Linked DNA regions of Gossypium hirsutum: all the other regions are linked to region 2. The links are chromatin contacts, called in public Hi-C maps. All regions are on one chromosome and are shown on one strand. Each heading gives the region's core, a stretch centred on a gene start, on an enhancer-like site or on the middle of the called end of the contact. The rest is flanking DNA. Distances are from core to core; before and after follow the strand shown.

What was found. Hi-C and Micro-C count contacts between places; a contact is called where the count stands out from the background.
Region 1: a Hi-C map of leaf shows a contact between it and region 2, with 1.8 times the contacts expected there. The contact joins the promoter of LOC107897655 here to the promoter of LOC107897003 in region 2. A contact is called at or near these places in 3 of 34 Hi-C or Micro-C datasets (callus and leaf).
Region 3: a contact with region 2 is called in a Hi-C map of leaf, with 2.4 times the contacts expected there. The contact joins the promoter of LOC107897647 here to the promoter of LOC107897003 in region 2. A contact is called at or near these places in 2 of 34 Hi-C or Micro-C datasets (both in leaf).

The regions. Positions count from the first base shown.
Region 1 is chrA10:23,931,420-23,935,104 of Gossypium_hirsutum_v2.1, forward strand. It overlaps LOC107897655 (putative TrmH family tRNA/rRNA methyltransferase), which reads right to left and starts at 1,491. Exons shown (of 4, transcript XM_041079250.1): 1 at 1,198-1,491; 2 at 998-1,099; 3 at 765-891. The coding sequence starts at 1,404.
Region 2 is chrA10:24,641,591-24,645,159 of Gossypium_hirsutum_v2.1, forward strand. It overlaps LOC107897003 (S-adenosylmethionine decarboxylase proenzyme 4), which reads right to left and starts at 1,419. Exons shown (of 1, transcript XM_016822330.2): 1 at 1-1,419. The coding sequence starts at 869.
Region 3 is chrA10:23,714,112-23,717,842 of Gossypium_hirsutum_v2.1, forward strand. It overlaps LOC107897647 (probable prolyl 4-hydroxylase 4), which reads right to left and starts at 2,435. Exons shown (of 7, transcript XM_016823164.2): 1 at 2,170-2,435; 2 at 2,025-2,082; 3 at 1,832-1,936; 4 at 1,226-1,283; 5 at 535-710. The coding sequence starts at 2,315. It overlaps LOC107897648 (receptor-like cytosolic serine/threonine-protein kinase RBK2), which reads right to left. Exons shown (of 9, transcript XM_016823165.2): 8 at 3,679-3,731; 9 at 3,392-3,599. The coding sequence ends at 3,435.

The DNA of each region.
Region 1 (3,685 bases), core at 241-2,740, 710 kb before region 2:
AAAAAGCTATGTTACTCAGAACAGGAATGGTATATTCATTTTTTCCTAAATTTTTAACATATTTAATGGATCCTTAGAAGGTCATGTCCCATACCAGTATCTGTATGTTGCATCAAATACGGGTGTCAAACATGACTACTTCAAGAAAAAAGAATTGTGGGACCAAAACATAGTTTAATAAGACCAACAGGCTAACAAACAGGTTGCCTAAATAACTTAAGAGAAAGGCTAGTATCCACTTCAAAGACAAGTGAAACATGTTCAACATCCTCCTTTTGATTCCACAAGGACCACAAGTTGGACATAAGCAACAAAATCTAGACAACAGTCAAGAAACACCATGGAGAGGAAACCCCTAGTTTAACTTTGGCTTTCGTATAATGGATAATAGGAAGAAGTGATCTGCACTTAAAAGGCGCTAATGACCATTTGTTTCAAGTAAAAGAACCAAGTTTAATTAGCTAGGTACATACAATAAACACGTGAATATGAGCCTCACAACTTACACTAGTTGCTAGATAACCAATCCAATAGGAAATAAAAAAACTATTTATAAGAACTTTATGATTTTAATGGTTCATGATCTTTTGACTCTTGACTAGTGTTCTCTAAAATCTAAGGCAGGCATACTAATCTTCCCAACAATCCTTGGAAAAAATTAACTTTCTCCATCATCAACTTTACTGGTGAAAGAAGTCATGAAATGAAAACTAAAGACATTTATAGAGTAAGATAAGATAAGATTAGATTGAAATTGGGAATACCTCCAAAATGATGCAAAACAATGGAAGCAGCAACAGTGACATTCAAAGAGGCAGTGCCACCTCCATATTGAGGAATGTAAACAAAGAAATCACATATCTCACATTCCTTAGCTGAAAGCCCTGTCCCCTGTAAAACATTAAAGAACAAAAGAAATTGTAAAATTTAGAAGGAAAAAGTAAAACCCAAGAATCAGAAATTTCAGCTAAATTTAGAAAATAGGCTTTAACTTTACCTCATTACCAAGAAGAAAAGCAGTGCTTTTCTTGAAAGGATGATCAGTTATGGAAACAGCGTCCTCTGTGATCTCAACCCCGCAAATATCACAATCTTTCTCCTTAAAATACAGTAAAAAAATTCAAAAACAAATTAGGATCCAAATTGAAAAAGTTTAAGAAATAAGGATTTAGAGAAATGGGTTGGTTAGACGTTTACTTTAAGGAAGAGGCGAGCGTCGGTGAGGGAATGGAAGTGGCGGAAACGGAGATGGGAGGTGGAGCCGTGGCTGCCGAAGGCGTTGAAGTCACGGCGGCCAACTAAGATTAGTTCGGCGACTCCAAAGGCGGTGGCGCTTCTAGCTAGGGTTCCGACGTTGTGCCTCTTTGCTATATTGTGAACCACCACGTAGCTCTCTATAGCCATTTTTCTCCTTTACTCGTTCATCTTCCAAAAGAAGAGAGCTTGGTAGACATGGAGGGGTTTTCTAGGGTTTTTTTCTTCTACTGGCCTGCTTTGCCCTTTTAGGCCAAGGCCCATTATCTTTTCTAATTTCTTTTTTAATTTTTTTAAGGTTAAACAAACTATTTAGCAAATTATTCTCTATATTCTAAAAGAGCAATCGTCACTTAGGATCCAAAATAAATTGGCCAATGGGTTTGGTTAAAATATCACACAAATTCCTGTACTTTTTTGAAGAATGAGAATTTAATCAGTGTACTTTTATCTTATAGAATTTAATTTGTCTACTTTTTAGATTTAAAATTTAGATCTAAATATTAGCATTGTTAATTTCTTTTGTTAAACTCAATATAATTACAAGGTTATTTTTTTAATTACATGGTTACAAGTGAATATTTTTTTTTCAAAAAATTCACAGCTACAAATTGAACAAAAAAATAGTGTTAACAATTAGACCTAAATTTTAAAATCTGAAAAGTAAAGAGATTAAATTCTATGAAATAGAAGTATAATGACTAAATCCTTAATTTTCGAAAAGTATAAAGACTAATAGCATATTTTAAGCTTTGGGTTTCTAGCAAATGAAAATCGGGGCTAAATAATTATTACTAAAATAATTTTAGAATATGTATATTGTTATAAAATAAAGAGAGATGGAAAGAATAAAGAATAAAGAAAATATGAAAGAAATAGAGAATGAACTTTATTGATAAAAAAGGAGTAGAGATCTAATTCTAATAGTTATTAAAATTTAAAGTATATCAAAACTTTATCTTTATCATGATGGACATTCACTTAATAAGATATTCATAACACTCCCCATTGGATGTCTATTGGTAGATAATGTGTCTCGTTAAAACCTTATAAGGAAAAACTCAGATTATACAATCTTTTATTACAAGCTGCCTCGTTAAAAACCTTTACCAAGAAAACTCAATGGGACAAAACCTTGGTTAAAGGAAAAGAGTACAACTTGTTTTTAGACTCCCCCTAATGGAAACATACATTTCATCTTTGAGTCAACGCATTCCAATCTTGTGTAGTAGTCTTTCAAATGTTGAAGTTGGCAATGTCTTAATAAAATGATCTGCTACATTCTCACTAGAACGAATTTGTTGAACATTTATATCACCTCTTTTCTCAAGATCGTGGGTGAATAATAATTTTGGTGAAAATTGATTAGCACCAAGAAACTCTTCACCATCCTCGCAAGGACGAAATTGATCTTTATTCACATCTAATGATCAGACAACCATCGAAGTACTTAATGGGTGTGCTTTATCCATGTAAAATTTCTTTAATACCTTTTCCGTATAAGTATTAAAATTTCTTTAATACTTAATGGGTGAAAATTAATTAGGACCAAGAAACTCTTCACCATCCTCGCAAGGACGAAATTGATCTTTATTCACATCTAATGATCGTACAACCATCGAAGTACTTAATGGGTGTGCTTTATCCATGTAAAATTTCTTTAATACCTTTTCCGTATAAGTTGATTAATGAACATGAATTCTGTCTTTTAAATGTTCAATCTGTAAGCCAAGATAAAACTTTGTTTTTTCCAAGATCTTTCATATCAAATTTTTTCTTTAAATAATTTACTTTTTTTTGAGACTCTTCAAGAGTTCCAATAATATTTAGATCATCAACAAAAACAACAATTATCACAAAATTTGATCCAAACCTTTTTATAAAGACACATGGACAAATTGGATCGTTTTTGTAACCTTCTTTTAACAAGTATTCACTAAGGCGATTGTACCACATGCGTCCAGATTGTTTTAATCCATATAAATTTATCTTTAATATGATCGAACAGTTTTCCTGAGAAACTCTATATCCTTCTAGGATTCTATATCCTTCTGGGATTCTAAATCCTTCAGTGATTTTCATATAAATTTCACTATCAAATGTGCCATACAAATAGGCTGTAACAACATCCATTATATGCATGTCAAGTTTTTCACTTACTACCAGACTAATAAGATATCTAAATGTGATTGCATCCACTATAAGATAATATGTCTCTTCTTTATCAATGTCGGGCCTTTGCTTAAATTCTTGTGTTACAAGTCGTGCTTTATATCTTACGACTTTATTTTTTTCATTTTATTTTTACACAAATACCCATTTATATCCTACCGACTTTACACCTTTAGGTGTTTGGACTACAGGTCCAAAAACCTTACGTTTAAAAAGTAAATTCAATTCTACTTGAATTGCATCTTTCCATTTTGGCCAA
Region 2 (3,569 bases), core at 169-2,668:
GTCGCGGGCATGAAAACTCGAACAGCTTTCTTTAAGGTCTCAACGATATCATCCGGGTCCTCGCAAACCGATCCAACGCACTCGAAGCTAGCGTAACTAAACCCATCTTCAGGGGTAACATGGATGGTGGAGTAACGATCACCATCAATGCCATTCATGGAGTAACCACACGGATCAAACGCGAAGTCACATATGAAAGCTCCAGCGTTAATGGTGTCAATCCCCGTCAGCTCCGTCATGTCTCTGCCGGCTAAATCCCCTGTTTTGCTATCCCGGGAGAAGAACTTACGTGCAATGAGGCGGTCGAGTTCCGTCATGCAAACTTCGACGGTGAAAGTAGCATGAGAGGGATATTTCAATGGAGGCAAAAGGGTAGCGGTGAAAACATACCATGAATGAGCTGTTAACTTAGAAGGCATAACGGAGGCTTTTCGATAACAAAGATTGTCGGGGATATTATGTTCAATGTAAATGACTTCTTCTTGGAAGCTGGTGTGAGGGAAAGGTTGGGATTTGGGGAAGATGAAGTTACCTCTGGTGTAACTACAGGTTTGCAAAGTGAGGCCAAGATTGTTGGCAAAGTGGATCAATGGAGGGATTGATTTGAGAAGTTGGGTTGTCCCACAGGTTTTGATGATGATCTTTGTAGGGTAAACAAATAAGCTTGATTCAGACAAAACGTAAGCATCAAAGAAAGGGTTCCCAACAGCTGCTACAACAGTGCATTGGACAGCAAGTAAGACTTGCTCGAGTGATTCGAAATCAAGCAGCCTAAGCCCCAACATGTTGTTCCCATCATCATCATCAATATCCCCAAAGAAATGGAGCTCTAGGCGTTTCTCAAAACCTTCAAACCCTGAAACAGCCATTTCCAAATGACAAAAAAACCCAAAGACTGAAACAAGATTGAATTAATTAGATGGTGTAGAGGTGAGAGGTGTGGCATATCGGAATTTATAGGTGGCTTAAAGAGAGAGAGAGAGGAGGGAAGGGGGCATGCGATTGAGGCAACCAAGAATCATGATTGCAGGCATAATGAAGTGAATAAGATGATGATATGTTGTGAAATATTATCTCTTTTTTCCTTTTTTTTTTTTTTCTTGTGTGTGTGAGAGAAAGAATCAAATCTTTCTTTCGTTGTTTCATGAAAGAAAGAGATACAAAGGAACGGGATTTATGCCCACGCGCATGCATTTTTCAGGTTTTCTTTGTCATGCTCATGCACTCACTAGTCCCGCCTGCAACTCTCCAGTAACTTCCATTTGGCTCCATTCCAACATATTGGAGTACTGTTTCATTGTACAAAGAATGGTATTTTTGGGGGATAAATTATTAACAAGCCATTCTCATTTCAAAGTGTTTGGGTTGAATAATTCTGCTGGGTAGTAATTTAAGGAAGATGCTGTTGGGGGAACTGATTATGTATGTTTGAGGGAGGGGCCCTAACACAATAATCATAGGCATAATCCTTGTTTGTTCTTCAACATTTATATGAAAGTCTTAAGAATTTTGTCTCAGATTGATAGTTCACATGCATTACCTTTGATTTTTTTTTCCAACATTCACTGATGTCTGCTTCTTTCGTAACCAGAAAATTTATCCGTATGAATGTGGGATTTGGGTAAGCTTATATGAAAATTCTAGTCTTTCCGGGGTTTAGCATGGGATTATCAAATCATTGACAACTTTTTAGTGAGGTTTTTTCTTTAATTAGAAAAATTGTCAAAATGGACTCCATTGAAGAAAAAAATGATGAGGTCAAAACTTAAGGAAAATTTCTACTGTTATTAAGTGATTGGCATGAGAGAGTTTTAAAGAACAACAACGGCAACACTATTATAGGATGGACCAAATGTTTCAAAGCAGACCAAACAATCTTAATCATCAGTTTTGCAAATTAGAAATGAGTGGTCACACTTAATTCGCTATTTCATATATGTTCCCAAGTTGCTACAGGTTTTATTTATTAGGAAGCAAACAATATATATTATAACCTACAGAAATATTGATATATTATAAAAAAAAATACTCGTATTAAATTCAAAAATACCCATTTAAATTTGTATATATCCATAATTGTCACCCATATGAATTATGTTTCTTGGTTGAAGAATAGAAAGTTGAAAATGCTTTTATTATTATTATTAATGAATATGATCCTAAGCCCAGCAAATTAAAATGGACTAAAATAATGGAAATAGAGGTAATTAGTGCTTTGGGTAGCTTTTGGAAGTAGTTTCCTAATTGACTTAAACTACCTTCCTCGTGACATTTTTAAGTCTCCTTGGCTTTTAATTTAAGACTTTACACCAAAGATTACTATAATAATAATAGTAATAATACTGCATGATAAGCTCCAAGAAAGCTTCCCATGAAGAAGTATATATGGAGAGATACATGAATAAACATAAGAGTAGATGAATTCAAAAATTATCTTGGTTGATTTTTGCTTTCAATTTTACAGGTGAGGTTAAATCTAATTTAATTATATTAAATAATTATAATTTTATTGATACAGACACTACAGCAAAACTGGTTTTTAGCGGCGTTTGAATGAAAAACGCCACTAAGGAACGAGCATTAGTGGCGCTTCCCAAAAACGCCGCTAAAGATTGAGTTTTAGCGGCGCATTTCTAAAAACGCCGCTATATGTACACCTTTAGCGGCGCTTTTTAGAAAGCGTCGCAAAAAAATAACACAACGACGTTGGTGGCTTTAGCGGCGCTTTCTAAAAACGCTACTAAAGATCGAGTATTAGCGGCGCTTTTCTAAAAACGCCGCTATATGTCCACCTTTAGCGGCGCCTTTTAGAAAACGCCGCTAAAGATCAAGCATTAGCGGCGTTCTCTAAAAAGCGCCGCTAAAGAATTTTGTAAAACGCACAGATTTTTGTGACTTTAGTGGTGCTTTTTTAAGAAACGCCGCTATAAGTACACCTTTAGCGGCGCTTTTTAAAAAACGCCGCTAATGCTCGATCTTTAGCGGCGTTTTTTGAAAAACGCCACAAAAATAGAAAAAATTAAAATAATATTATTTAATATAATTTTAAAGATTTTTGGTATATGACTAATTGTTTTTAATTTATATGTTAATTATTTTCTTATATAATTGTAAATGAGATAGTATTAATTTTAAAATATTGAATTAATTATCATTATATTTTAGGGTTTACGGTATATGGTTAAGGGTTTAATGTTTATGAGATACTATTGTAAGGTTTATGTATTCTGGGTTTAGGGATTATGGTTTATGGTTTATGGGTTAAAGGTTAGGGTTTAAGTTTTAGAGTATTGGGGTTTAAGGTTTAGGGGTTTAGGGGTTAAAGGTTAAGGGTTTATGTTTTATTGTTTAAGGTTTATGGGTTAGGAGCTAGGAATTTAGGGTTTAGATTAATTAGTATTTTTTAATTTATATATTAAATAATTTCTTATATAATTGTAAAAAAGATAATATTAATTTTAATATATTAAAATTATGATTATAGTTTAAATTATTTAAGAGATAATAGATAAACTTTATATATATTAAATGGTTTAGGATTTAAAGTTTACTTAAGATTTGTTAAATGA
Region 3 (3,731 bases), core at 1,185-3,684, 930 kb before region 2:
AAATTCTTTTTCTACATCAGCTGAATCCTAACTTTCAGCAAAGAACGGATAGAAATACTCCAAAAATTAATCAGTTAGGCTCAATTTTCAGACCCTGCTCCTTCCCATGCAATTAGAACCACATCCTCTCAACCTTTTTCTCAAAAATAGGGTTGTGTATATACATTCTCTCAACCTTTTTCTCTCTATTTCTTCACAAATGTATAATGCAATAATGTATAACTACTACTTCTAGAGAGATGATAACAGTATATACATTCTCTCAACCTTTTTCTCTCTATTTCTTCACAAATGTATAATGCAATAAGGCATAATTACTAGTTGTTGAGAGATGATAACTGTAGTCATCCCCATCCATGAGCATGCATCTTGTATGCAAACTAATCTCAGAAACCTTTTTAAATAAACAAAAATCATGAAGTTAAAAAAATGTTCAAGCCACCAGAAAACACCAGTCTTGAAAGAACATATGATTGCAAGCATATGAAACAACAAAAGAAGAGATCTAATGGACATAAGGACACTTAAACAAACCTCGGCTTGAGGGAATACAGTTTCACCACCTTTGGTCACATTTGTAAGATATATCAGTACAGTTGCAATGCGATGTCCACCTCTAGCGATATTCACCTTGTCAGTAAAATAATCATAGTGAGGATCATATTTTTGCCCATGCTCGTATCTCAAAACTTGTATGTCTTCCCCATTTTCTGGAAATGTGAAAAACAAAATTCATGTTAGCATGTACTTCCTTAATTAAACCACAATTGCTATTTTTCACTCTCTGACCCTCAAACACATATGTATCTCATTTATATTAAGGACATAAACATGAGATTTATCAGTCCACTCCCAGCCAAAGTATCATGAAGCTTTCAGATGATGACATTGACTTTGATATTGATATATTGATAGATCATGGAGCACATAAAAATTAAATTCCAAATGCATAAATTAGCAATCCAGATATATAGTTCACAAACAAATAGAATGTTCAAAAAATAACTATTTTATCCTACTTAAAACATTTAATATCATCTCTTCCCATATCCTACTTGCTAGTTCTCATATCGTGAATAATGAAAATTAAAGAGTGTAATCATAGAAACATAATCTAACTAAGTTATCATTGTGGTGTGCAAGAAATCTTCATATATAATTAGAATGTCACTGCAGAACTAAAGAACACAATCTTAGTAGGGCCCTAAATTCATGGTATACACACCTTTGGGCAGAAAGGTCCATGTTGAAATCTTGTCCTCTATACCAGCAACAATAGGATCCTAAAAAGAAATAAAAGGGAAAGTAAGCATCACTTAGCTCAAATATACAAAAGTCAAAAGCAAAACCATTGCAATGTTGAGTGCCTCCTTAAGAGAATTGATGGATAACTTGTCATATTGAACCCTTCAAACCATCATTAGTATATGTTTTCATCAAGATAACCCTATATTACCAAGACTAGATGAATGTCAGATATGAGTTTGTGTTCGACACAAGTATCCTTAATTTTTAAGTTTCTCCACATATTTGGATAATCATAAAACCGTTCCTATATCCTAGAACGCAAATTTTGAGCACAAGTACTTCTGAGAAAACGAAGAGTTCGGATAAGATAGGATCACATACCATAAAAGCCAAGCCTATCTATCTATCGAACTATTAATGTAGTTATCATTTTTATCAAATCCTACCTAAATAGTTCCTCTGTAATTAATGGAGTACCCATAAGCCATAAGTATAGGCCAACAACTTAGACTACCATAATTGGATAAAATAAGATTGGGAAACAACAACTACAATCTACAAGAGAGAAGATAAACGTCTGAACCTTTCCCTTAGGAATGAACATCCCTGAGCTCGTACGGACTTCGCTAAGCTTGCTCTGTCCACTAACATTATCAGCAACTGCAGATCTCTTTAGCTCCGATTTCGCCTTTAATTACAAAGAAAAAGAAGAAACATTAAATGAATTCAAAATTAAAAAAAAAAAGGAATAGACGAAAATTTGGAGTCGAATTTACTAGAGAGATCAAATGATCGCATTCGAGGTCCGTTAAGAAGCCTTCATAGACGAAAGCCCTGCAAAAGAAGAGAACAAGGTAAAGAAAATTAAAAAATTTACTAAATTCTTCAGCGAAGTGAAAAGAGATCGAGATAGAAAGTGACCTAGGTTTCCAGGAAACTTGTTTGACTTTGGAAGGATTGATAATGGAGCTTGGAGGAGTTAAGAAGGACTCACATGATTGGTACAAGTTTGAAGCGATTAAGTTCAATATTAGGATTTGCAGAGAACAACTCCTCCCAATAGCCATCGAATGTAAACCTTAGATCGAAAGATTTTCCGGGAAAGAAAAGGTAAAAAATTTTCTCGGGAAAATGGTACTTTGCTAATCTGAGTTTAACCTGTAGTAAGGCTATAGCCAGGAGCGACGATATTTTTTTTACTTTTAAGGAACTAATACGGTGTCGTCTCAATAATTTTGCAATGGGGTGTATTCGTAAAATTATTGACATCTTTTGGTAAAATCAAATACTAATTATGATTTAAAGTATCTAATTAGTTTTATTTTGTTAAATAATACTTTCTTTTCATAATTTTTTTCTTAATGAAAATTTGGCCACTAATGTTTATATATTTCGTCAAAATGGCATTAATTGTATTTTTGAGCCTTTTTTAGCCATTAACTTCTATTCTTGTTTTTCAAATTGATTTTTTAATAGATTTGATGAAAGTAAAGTAAGATGTAGAATTTCATATGTGAAATATTTTTAATAAGATGTAATTTATTAGTTAAATAACCTAATAAGATAATTACATGTGAAAAATAATAAAATAAATTATATATAAAATAAAAAAATATTCTACATTATCCATTAACTTTTTTACAGGTACTTTCATCACATCTATTAAACAAAGCAATTTAAAAAAATAAAATTGATGACTAAAAATGATTCAAAAATACTATTAAGACCATTTTGATAAAACATATAAACGTTACTAGATTGTTATAAAATTTACCCTTACTTTCATTACCAAAAAAAAATTACCTGTTAAGTATTATTTTTTTCAATTGTTTAAATAAAACAATAATAATGTTATCTCAAAATTATATCTTCAAAAAAATGTTATCTTAATTATCAAAATATTGATTATAATTTGTAAATCCCAATTGTAAAGAGATTATATATATGTAAAAAAACATGTGGTGTTTATATTATATTTTGTATCGACTGGTCTATCGTTTTTTCCCTTCTTTCAAACTGTTCCAATCCTTCAAATGTGTGGGTTCATTACTTCATTTGATGGAAACTAGAACTTGAAAAAAAAGGATGTAAAAAGCTAGAAGAATCAACAATCAAAATTTGGAAAAAAAAAAATTCTTGGAGAAGAACCAAATTTTCAGAATATATATTTTACAAAAAAAAAACCATTATGAAACTTTTTCATTCTGAGAATTTTGACCATTCAAACAGTTAGTTGAATTGTATTCTTCTGTATGAAAGATCTCGTCGGAGAAAGTCCTCCGATGAGGGCACTTTTCTTGTTCTTTCAGCATCTCAAGGCATTTAGGATCACCTTTAAGCATGCCTACAACCTGCAGCGAAAATGCAATTTTCTGAATTATCTACAGTTTTACTTGGATTGCAAGTAACATGTAATGAAGAAGGATATGCCTGACTCATTTGGGGTCGATCTATCGATGACTGATTTATACAAATAGAAGCTG